Regions from separate parts of the Mus musculus genome. Here all the other regions are linked to region 1. A link is a contact called in public HiChIP or PLAC-seq data. All regions are on one chromosome and are shown on one strand. Each heading gives the region's core, a stretch centred on a gene start, on an enhancer-like site or on the middle of the called end of the contact. The rest is flanking DNA. Distances are from core to core; before and after follow the strand shown.

The links. HiChIP or PLAC-seq counts read pairs in DNA pulled down with a chosen protein or histone mark.
Region 2: a BATF HiChIP or PLAC-seq map of CD8 T cells shows a contact between it and region 1, with 5 read pairs. The contact joins two enhancer-like sites. A contact is called at or near these places in 10 of 39 promoter capture datasets (the 3T3-L1 cell line, the C10 cell line, cranial neural crest and 7 more), 1 of 15 datasets of contacts at CTCF or cohesin (CD8 T cells), 4 of 484 Hi-C or Micro-C datasets (B cells, double positive thymocytes, erythroblasts and 1 more), 2 of 115 datasets of contacts at active chromatin or transcription factors (CD8 T cells and bone marrow-derived macrophages) and 2 of 9 other capture datasets (adipose tissue and liver).
Region 3: a contact with region 1 is called in a BATF HiChIP or PLAC-seq map of CD8 T cells, with 12 read pairs. The contact joins two enhancer-like sites. A contact is called at or near these places in 2 of 484 Hi-C or Micro-C datasets (B cells and erythroblasts), 1 of 115 datasets of contacts at active chromatin or transcription factors (CD8 T cells) and 2 of 9 other capture datasets (adipose tissue and liver).

Annotation. Positions count from the first base shown.
Region 1 is chr9:123,834,756-123,837,455 of GRCm38.p6, forward strand. Fyco1 (FYVE and coiled-coil domain containing 1) reads right to left here. Exons shown (of 18, transcript NM_001110253.2): 5 at 38-144. Among named protein-coding and RNA genes, the nearest start is that of Gm51700, 10 kb to the right of the region's middle. Within about 2 kb of position 1,301, at least 20 of the 459 cell types and tissues checked have an H3K27ac peak or open chromatin away from gene starts, as enhancers often do. A contact at or near this core is called in CD8 T cells, where this site is marked.
Region 2 is chr9:124,113,591-124,116,299 of GRCm38.p6, forward strand. No RefSeq gene overlaps it. Among named protein-coding and RNA genes, the nearest start is that of Ccr5, 6.6 kb to the right of the region's middle. Within about 2 kb of position 1,336, at least 17 of the 459 cell types and tissues checked have an H3K27ac peak or open chromatin away from gene starts, as enhancers often do. A contact at or near this core is called in CD8 T cells, where this site is marked.
Region 3 is chr9:124,142,558-124,145,275 of GRCm38.p6, forward strand. No RefSeq gene overlaps it. Among named protein-coding and RNA genes, the nearest start is that of Ccr5, 22 kb to the left of the region's middle. Within about 2 kb of position 1,299, at least 67 of the 459 cell types and tissues checked have an H3K27ac peak or open chromatin away from gene starts, as enhancers often do. A contact at or near this core is called in CD8 T cells, where this site is marked.

The sequences.
Region 1 (2,700 bases), core at 51-2,550:
TGCTATGAGGTTAAGTCCGGCACAGACTTGCAATTACCTGGTCACTTTAGTGTTCATGAAGCACTGCTGCAAGGTGTCTGCCAGCCTCTGGTGCACCAAAGAGTAGCGAATGAAGGCTCTCCCTTTCCCCAGAGATGTTCGGAGCTGAAAACGCATTATATCGAGATAAATACCCGCCTCATGGAGGATTAGCAAAGGCCACATACAGGACAAAACATGCCATTCAACCCTATTCTGATAGTAGCAGCCCTCATACCCTTCAAAGGACACAAAACATTTGGCATTGTCACCCTAGAGTGAAGCCTGAAGTGGGGCTGCTTATCCCAGGACATCTGAAAATAGTCTATAGGAAACAGATGAAGTAAGATATATCAAGGCAACTCAAACACCTAAATATTTGATGGAGTCACTCTTGCTCCTCTTTCCATCAGAATCTGAGTCAGACAGGAAACTCCTTGATTTAATCTGGAGTAAGGAATGAAATCTGGAGGTAGCTGAATGGCTTCTTACATAGAAGCTACAGGAGAAAGGGATGTTAAGATTTTCTGGTACTGGTCTTAACATACTAGGGAGGGGGGCCTGGGGTAGGGCAAGCTCAGGAAGAGAGGCCTCAGAGGTCTGGTTGGAATGTATAGAAAGGGGAAGAACAGAAAAAAGAGTGGAGTTGTGTAAGGGGAGCTTTGCAAAGGTATTGCCAGATGAATAACAGCCTCTTTTTGTCTCTATTATTGAGATAAAACCATCAACCTCCCCACATATCTATCCATACTTTCCTAATTGGGCTTGTTTCTTTTCAGATAAGCTAACTCATTGCTCATGATCAGTGTGCTATGGATGAGAATATAGTGCTTTCCATGAAGTCTTGTCACCTATGAGTAGATGTCTTAGAACAGCCCAAGTGTCCATAACTCTACAAGGACTACGATGACAAATCATAAAGGCATAAAGGGATCCATCTAAGGTTTAGTCACTTATAACATGTTGTTGGGCAGACACTGCAATGAGGCTACAATGCAGGGCCCTACTAGCTATGGGCACATGGCAGTCAAGACAAGTGGATTAAATGGAACTGCCATAGAAGACATGTGAGACAGGTTTGCAAATTAATCAGTCATAGACGCAGACAGGCATTCAAAACATTCTAACTTACCACAGATATCTGTTGATACAAGTAGACAGAGCAGGGCCAACACTCTCTTACCTCTTTAAAGGTCAAGCGTGGTAGGAGAGGAATGACAGTAGTTTAGTCACAAAGGGGTCTTACTATTCTCTGCTATCAAGATGCCCTGGATTCAGACAGGAAGTATGTGGCATACCACTAAGGCACTGATGATGCTGTAAACATCCCAATAGCAGTTAACACCTTTAACTCAGAAGTATTTATCTTCTTGCTGATGACTCAAGGAAATAATCTAACATGAAGTGGTTCTAAAAGGCACAAAAACCTCATGAACTACAGAACGCAGAAGACATTTCTCCATGCCCATATTGCACATAGTCATAATGGCTGAAGTGGAGGTGGGCAGCAGATTGACTTGATATAAAACACTATGCTACCAAATAGTTATCTCAACAGGTGCTTAGAGGACAAACAGCCTTGAGGTCACACCCATGTCCAAATACTTTCTCCTCTGATGTGTGAGTTGAGAACAAAGTGCTCAGTGGGAACAACATTTGAGCAGCCAAGGTGCACATCCACATTCTCAAAAACTGGAGTAGTGGTGGAATTTGATGAGACCCCTGCCCACAAAACCACTCTTGTCTGCAAGCTCCCAGAGCAGGAGTAAGTCATTATTCCTCCTTCATGGCAGTAAAACTTTTTATATGGTAACATTTGAGCTCATTAGTTGAAGAGATGATTATACAAAGGGAGCTAGCTACTTACTTAAAGGTATTTTTAAATGTCCTTTGAGAAAAGGATTACTTCCTATGTACTGCAAATAAAATTAACTATATATCCCTTTAAAACATTGTTTTAGATTTGGGGTCAGCTTTCATTTCCAGTTTTCTTAGCATCTAATCAGACCCATATAAACAACACTGAAAAGACATACAACAGCAGCACAGGCCAGGAGATCTTCAAGAAACATGGGCTGCCTCTGTTTTAAAGTAGATCATTGTGCTATGCTCCTGGAGCAGAGCTGGCCTCCACATACTTCAGGGAAACACAATCCTGAAAGACCCATTGTGAGCCTCCAGAAGTGGCTTACTAGAGCACTCACATATCTTAGTCCAAATGGTTATCTTCTGCTCAAAAAGTGCTGCAGAGTCCTATAAAAACTTCTGACCTATTAAATTCACATTACACTTGAAGGCCCAAAGGGTACCCGAGTACTAAGGTACTGAATATCCAGCAGTTTTCCCACCTAGTGACATTCCAAGACAGAGGACAGAGCTTTCACATATAATTAACCTGTGTCCCACAGGAAATTGTCACTAAAACCTGTGTGAGCACGCTGGAAGTCAGCACACAGCTTCCTTAACTTCTTTAATATTTGCCTGTATGGCCTCAAAGGTCTGAATTCTTTATGAGGAGAGGAGGAAAAGAGCTGAAAAGCAGACTCTTAGTAATCACTTCACGACCCTAGGAATGAAAACTAACTTACTGTAAGAGCTCACCTGTCCAAAGTCAGAGACTGAAGGCTTCAGTGCTGATGCAATGTGTGAGGAATGGGACACAAGAGTGAAGAGGGAACGGAA
Region 2 (2,709 bases), core at 86-2,585, 280 kb after region 1:
CAAAAGTTCACTGTACCCTCCCCCTACCCTGCTCCCCTACCCACCCACTCCCACTTCTTGACCTTGACATTCCCCTGTACTGGGGCATATAAAGTTTGCAAGACCAAGGGGCCTCTCTTCCCAATGATAGCCGACTAGGCCATCTTCTGCAACATATGCAGCTAGAGACACGAGACTATATATATTTCTTAAATCTTAATTATGATCCTTTAAGAATTCCTGAAAGTATACTAGTCATTCTTGAACCCTTTATACTAGGAGTTCTGTTACGGCCTCTGATATGAAAACTGCAATGAGAACTCTGTCAATCTTCAAGTGTCATGAGTTAATTGCTTCTGAGATAGAAAGAAGACATTTACAACTTACAACACTTTCTAAGAGGTTGTAAAACAACCAAAGGTCATAAGAAGGAACTAATGATTTATTGTAGGTACAAGAACAGGAGATAAAATATTGACTGGTTTTATCTATACAAAACCTCAATGATAGCTTAGTTATGGTCTTTAACTCTCCATGAACCTGTAGAGCTAATGAAAGATAATTGATGTCTAGTCTCAATGGGAACATATGTAAGCATTCTCTTGTAAACTTCTTATTTAATTTATGATTTGAATTTATATTTGAACTTATAGTGAACTTTTCTTTAAAAGGATGCTTGGGAAAACCATGTGATCTATTCAATTAGAAAAGGTATAAAAAACAAGGACTTATCACATTGCATGACACTATTACATCAGAACAGCAGGGTAGAATAATTTAGAAAATAAAAGGGAATTTGGAAATTAAGAGAAAATTTTTGGAAAATTTTTAGAGAGAATTTTTGAAGAAGAGAATTTTTCTGGAGAAAAACTTAGAAATAAAGATTAAAATCACTTTTCAAAGAGTTTCCTTTTCTTCCTGTGTCTTTCACTCTCAGTCTGAACTCCCATCCCTAAGTTCCTGAGGAGATAAAACAAAGGCTACTTTACTTAATCCCCTGCCCCCCATTTTACAATCAAGTATTGCTAAACAACCAGAGACTCTGCAGTTTCTGGTCTCAGAGGAAAGACAGGCAGTCCAGCTACCTCTGCAAAGTAACTTAGACTTAAGACAGGTAAACATTTTAATAATAAAAAGCAACCCTAATGTCTGTCAAAACCAAGTCTTGCTCCCACAGACACTTTCCCCACAGCTACCTTCAAGAGTGAACAAAAACACCAGAGCTGGCCTCCAACAAGAGGCCTCATCAAACTTGTCCTCTCCTAATTGGCTACTTATACAGTATTAGGAAGAGTTGATGAGACAGCACAGGAATGGTTCTGTCACTTCTTAGTAAGCCTAGGAGAGGTGTCTAACCCCAAGTGTCAGTGGTTTCCTCTGTAATGGTAAAGCACTTAACACTTTTGCCCTGAGCCATAGGTTAGAGTTGCCAGTTCCAGAGTCACCAGGAGATTCTTATGTGATATCCTGTTATGCATAGAGCTGCAGGTGTGATCTGACCAGGTGTGATGACAGTGGCATGCTAAAAGCCTTAATTGGTAGTTAAAAACTGCTACCATCTCCAAGATTGCCTTAGATCCATGTCTTAGCACAGCATTAAATTAAGATTCCAAATACATTGGAAAGAATTCTGAACTCAGCTAAGTAGTTTATAGCATGTCCAGACATATCTAATGAATGTATACAGCAGACACCCTCTGAGTATTTACATGGTGTGTTATTTTCCATGGTGCATATAAGTGTTATATAAGTTGGGGAGAGAGTTATATGTTCCATTACAAATATCTAGAAGACTAAGACAGAAATGAGAAAATAGCACATAATACCTTCCAATTCCAGTTTCCATGACAGGAGTGTGAGGTGGAAGGTAAAAAGATTGGGAGTCATTAAACCCAAGCATCATTGTTCAGGCACCTAGATGACAATGTGTGATATTGAAAGGTGGTGAGTAGAATATTCTTATTTCCATAAGGACTGTGAGAAGTTTCTTGCTACCCTAAAGGTAACCTTGTAGGCACTAAGGACTTCCTACTCCTTTATAAAATAAAAGAATGTTGACAATGACAGTATGCCATTGTTCCTGTTAGTAAATTACAGAAAAGATCCTATCTGCTTTGTAACACAGATAATGTTGTGATGTGGAGCAAAAGACACTAGGCAGGAAGAAGGAAGCATCTGGGATTCTCTTTTCATTCAATTCAAAACCACCTGGTTCTACCTAAGGTCAGAATGACCCTTACCCACTAGGCAAGATAGAGGGTACTTTCCTGGGCCATATGAAGGGCATATTCCTTATCACCAGATCTTGGTTTTATAAGTCTACGCAAATCAGAACTGGAAAAGCTATACAGATAAGATATAAGCCCTCAATTAAAACTGCAAATAAAGAAATATACTCACAATAAAAATTTTTTTTGATACAAGGTCTCTTATTTAGCCCTAACTGGCCTGGAACTTACTATGTGTAGTGGGCTGGCCTCATACTCAAAGAGTAAGGGTGTTTCATTATGCCTATCCCATAAAAAAATTTAAAAGCACAAATAAATTACTGTGCTACAATATTGAGGAAACATTACCAAAGGCACCCAACAACAACAACAACAACAACAACAACAACAACAACAACAAAACACCAGATGCTAAAGTGATATATGTGTTAGAATAGTTAAAAAGGGTTCATGGGAAAGGATAAGTATTGGAATGTATTTAAAAGGGCTAGTGTTTTAATTA
Region 3 (2,718 bases), core at 49-2,548, 310 kb after region 1:
TCTCTCTCTCTCTCTCTCTCTCTCTCTCTCTCTCTCTCTCTCTCCCTTCACTCTTTCTCCCTGCCTTTCTGTAATAAAGCTCTAAAACCATAGAATGTCTCTGCTCATCAAGGCCCACTGTACTTGGAGGATGGGACAGGATTTCTCCTAATGAGCAGTTTCTAATCTCCCATTAGAAGGCCTTCCTGTGCTCCAGTCAAGATCCACAGAACTCACTCTCGCAGGTGTTGGGAACCTCTTCCCTCATCCCTCTCTGGTGGCTTTAGCAAAGTAGCTCTGGGGTTCTCAGGTAGGGCTGCCCCTTGGCCACTTCCTGAAGAGTGGGTCAGAGGCTTGAATGCCCACCCAGGGCTGAGTGGAAAGTGTATGGCAGCTCTCCCACACCTGACAAACCAGAGAATAGGTAAAACTCTGGCAGGGTGTGGGTCTTTTCCTTTCCCCTCTTCCCCGGGCCTCTTTTTTGTTCCCAACAGCACATGACATGGGTAGACAACAAAACATCCACAGCCTTGTGATGGTATAAGAATGACAGGCCACTCAGTTCCTGCCTGCATCTTCCTCAGTGATCTGTTGTAAAAGAATGAAAAACAAAACAAAACAGACAAACAAAACCAAAAGACAAAAAAATACATTTTTCTTTACAGAAAAATGCATTTCTCTTTTTTTTTTGTTCCCATGTCTGTTCTCTTCAGAATGTATGAGACCAGCCTGTGGTTTAGAGAGTCTGGTTTCCTTGAGGCGGAGGTGTTTATTAAGAACCATTCCAGACGGTGTAGCTGAATCCTTTGAGAGGACAAGATGAGGGTCATTGACTCTAGGGTAGATAGGAATGGCTCAAATCATATCCTTGAAGACTCTGAAGCCTGTGAAAGTAATGATGTGCAACCCCTCACAAGTCTCAGAAACTGTCCCTGGAGATATCTGGCAGGGAAGAAGCAGAGCTTTCTAAATGTTCAACATGTTTTAGAATCTAAGACATCCATGTAGGCTGTAGCACAGACTGAGACTCTTTTCCTGTACAATTAGAATAAGTCATAATTTAATTTTATTATAAAAACTTTTGTAAAATGAGAATGTATCTAATTTTTTAATTTTAAAATATTGAAACATAAAACATTTTTATTAGAGGTTATCCAAACCCCATCAATCTTGGGTGTCCAAATAGACATCCAAGAAGAGGAAATAGAGTAAGAAAAATGGGGGCTGGGCAGATGTCTCAATCTCTGATCTTTTTGTTCACATTTTGTGGACAGAATAAAAAGCCAACCTAATGGTCTGGTGGAGAAATAGATACTGTGCCCTCACTGGACACATGACTTCCTCTTTCAGGTTGACGTGTCCCTGTGTGGTTTCTATAGTCTTACAAAACTGTGGCTTTATAAATTTTAGTTTTCATTTCTTATTTTTCAGAGTAAATAAAATTTGTAAGAAATCCAGATTGCCTTTTCTAATTATAAAGGATGCTATGAGAGCTGTTCAGGTGCTCTCTTCAGGACCAATACACTTACCACTCCCTTGGTTACTAGGCATGGAGCTACTGAGACCTGGAACTACCTGTCCAGGCTATAATGCTTCATAGTAAGTGGATGAATATGGAAGCTGATGGAAAGGCTTGGTTCAGAACATTCCTTAATGTGGTTGGACATTTACGGACTGTTCAGCTATATAAATAAGGACATAGAGACTCTGGTATATTTTTAAAGCTTAGGGTTTAACTTGGAGCTACCCCCCAGATCCTCTAACTTGACTATTTTTCCCATGTCCCACAATGACCTGTTGTGCCTCTCCGCTCATGTTCGCATCCATCCACCTCCAAATCATCTCCCTAAATTTCTGCTTCTGCTTTTTTCCCCCATTGTCCCTTTCTCTCTAACAGAAGTCCTACCTTCCACTTCATGCCAAGCTATTGGCCCTCAGATTTTTATTAAAACCAATCAGAGAATCCCTTAGGCAAGTGAGGAAGGACAGAGACACACCTTTACGCGGTGCACTCCAACACCTCAAGGCCATCTTATCTCTACTGTCCCTTATAGTATTAGTTGAACACTGGTTGTTACTACATTATGGCTCCTTCTATGCTACCTGATTCCTCATCCTGTCCCATAGGGAAGTCTCTAACTAACAAGCTTTCCATATACATGCTTCACACCCTCTTGGAGCTCTGGATCCCCAGGAATCTAAATGATCTGATTCTTGGTTTTAGTTTTTTACTTTCACTGAAAATTACAGATGTTGACAGGTGTTAAAATGTTACCACTTGGATTCTGTGGCATTTCCCCCCATGCTTCATCTCTATGTTACCAAAAAGTAGTTCTCCAAAACTCACAACACATGAATATTTATTCATGTAAACTTAAAGAACTAACCCGGCAGAAAACAGATTGTTTCCTAAAAGTAGTTTTGGTACTTTCCCCACTAAGGACCATAGACAATTAGAATAGATGCTATTTGAAAGTTTCACCATTGTGTATTTTTTTTAAAAATATTTATTTATTTATTTATTTATTTATTTATTTATTTATTTATTTATTATATGTAAGTACACTGTAGTGTGACTTCAGACACTCCAGAAGAGAGCATCAGATTTTGTTATGGATGATTGTGAGCCACCATGTGGTTGCTGGGATTTGAACTCAGGACCTTTGGAAGAGCAGTCAACTCTCTTAACCACTGAGCCAGCTCACCAGCCCCTGTATATTCTTTATTTTTATAGACATT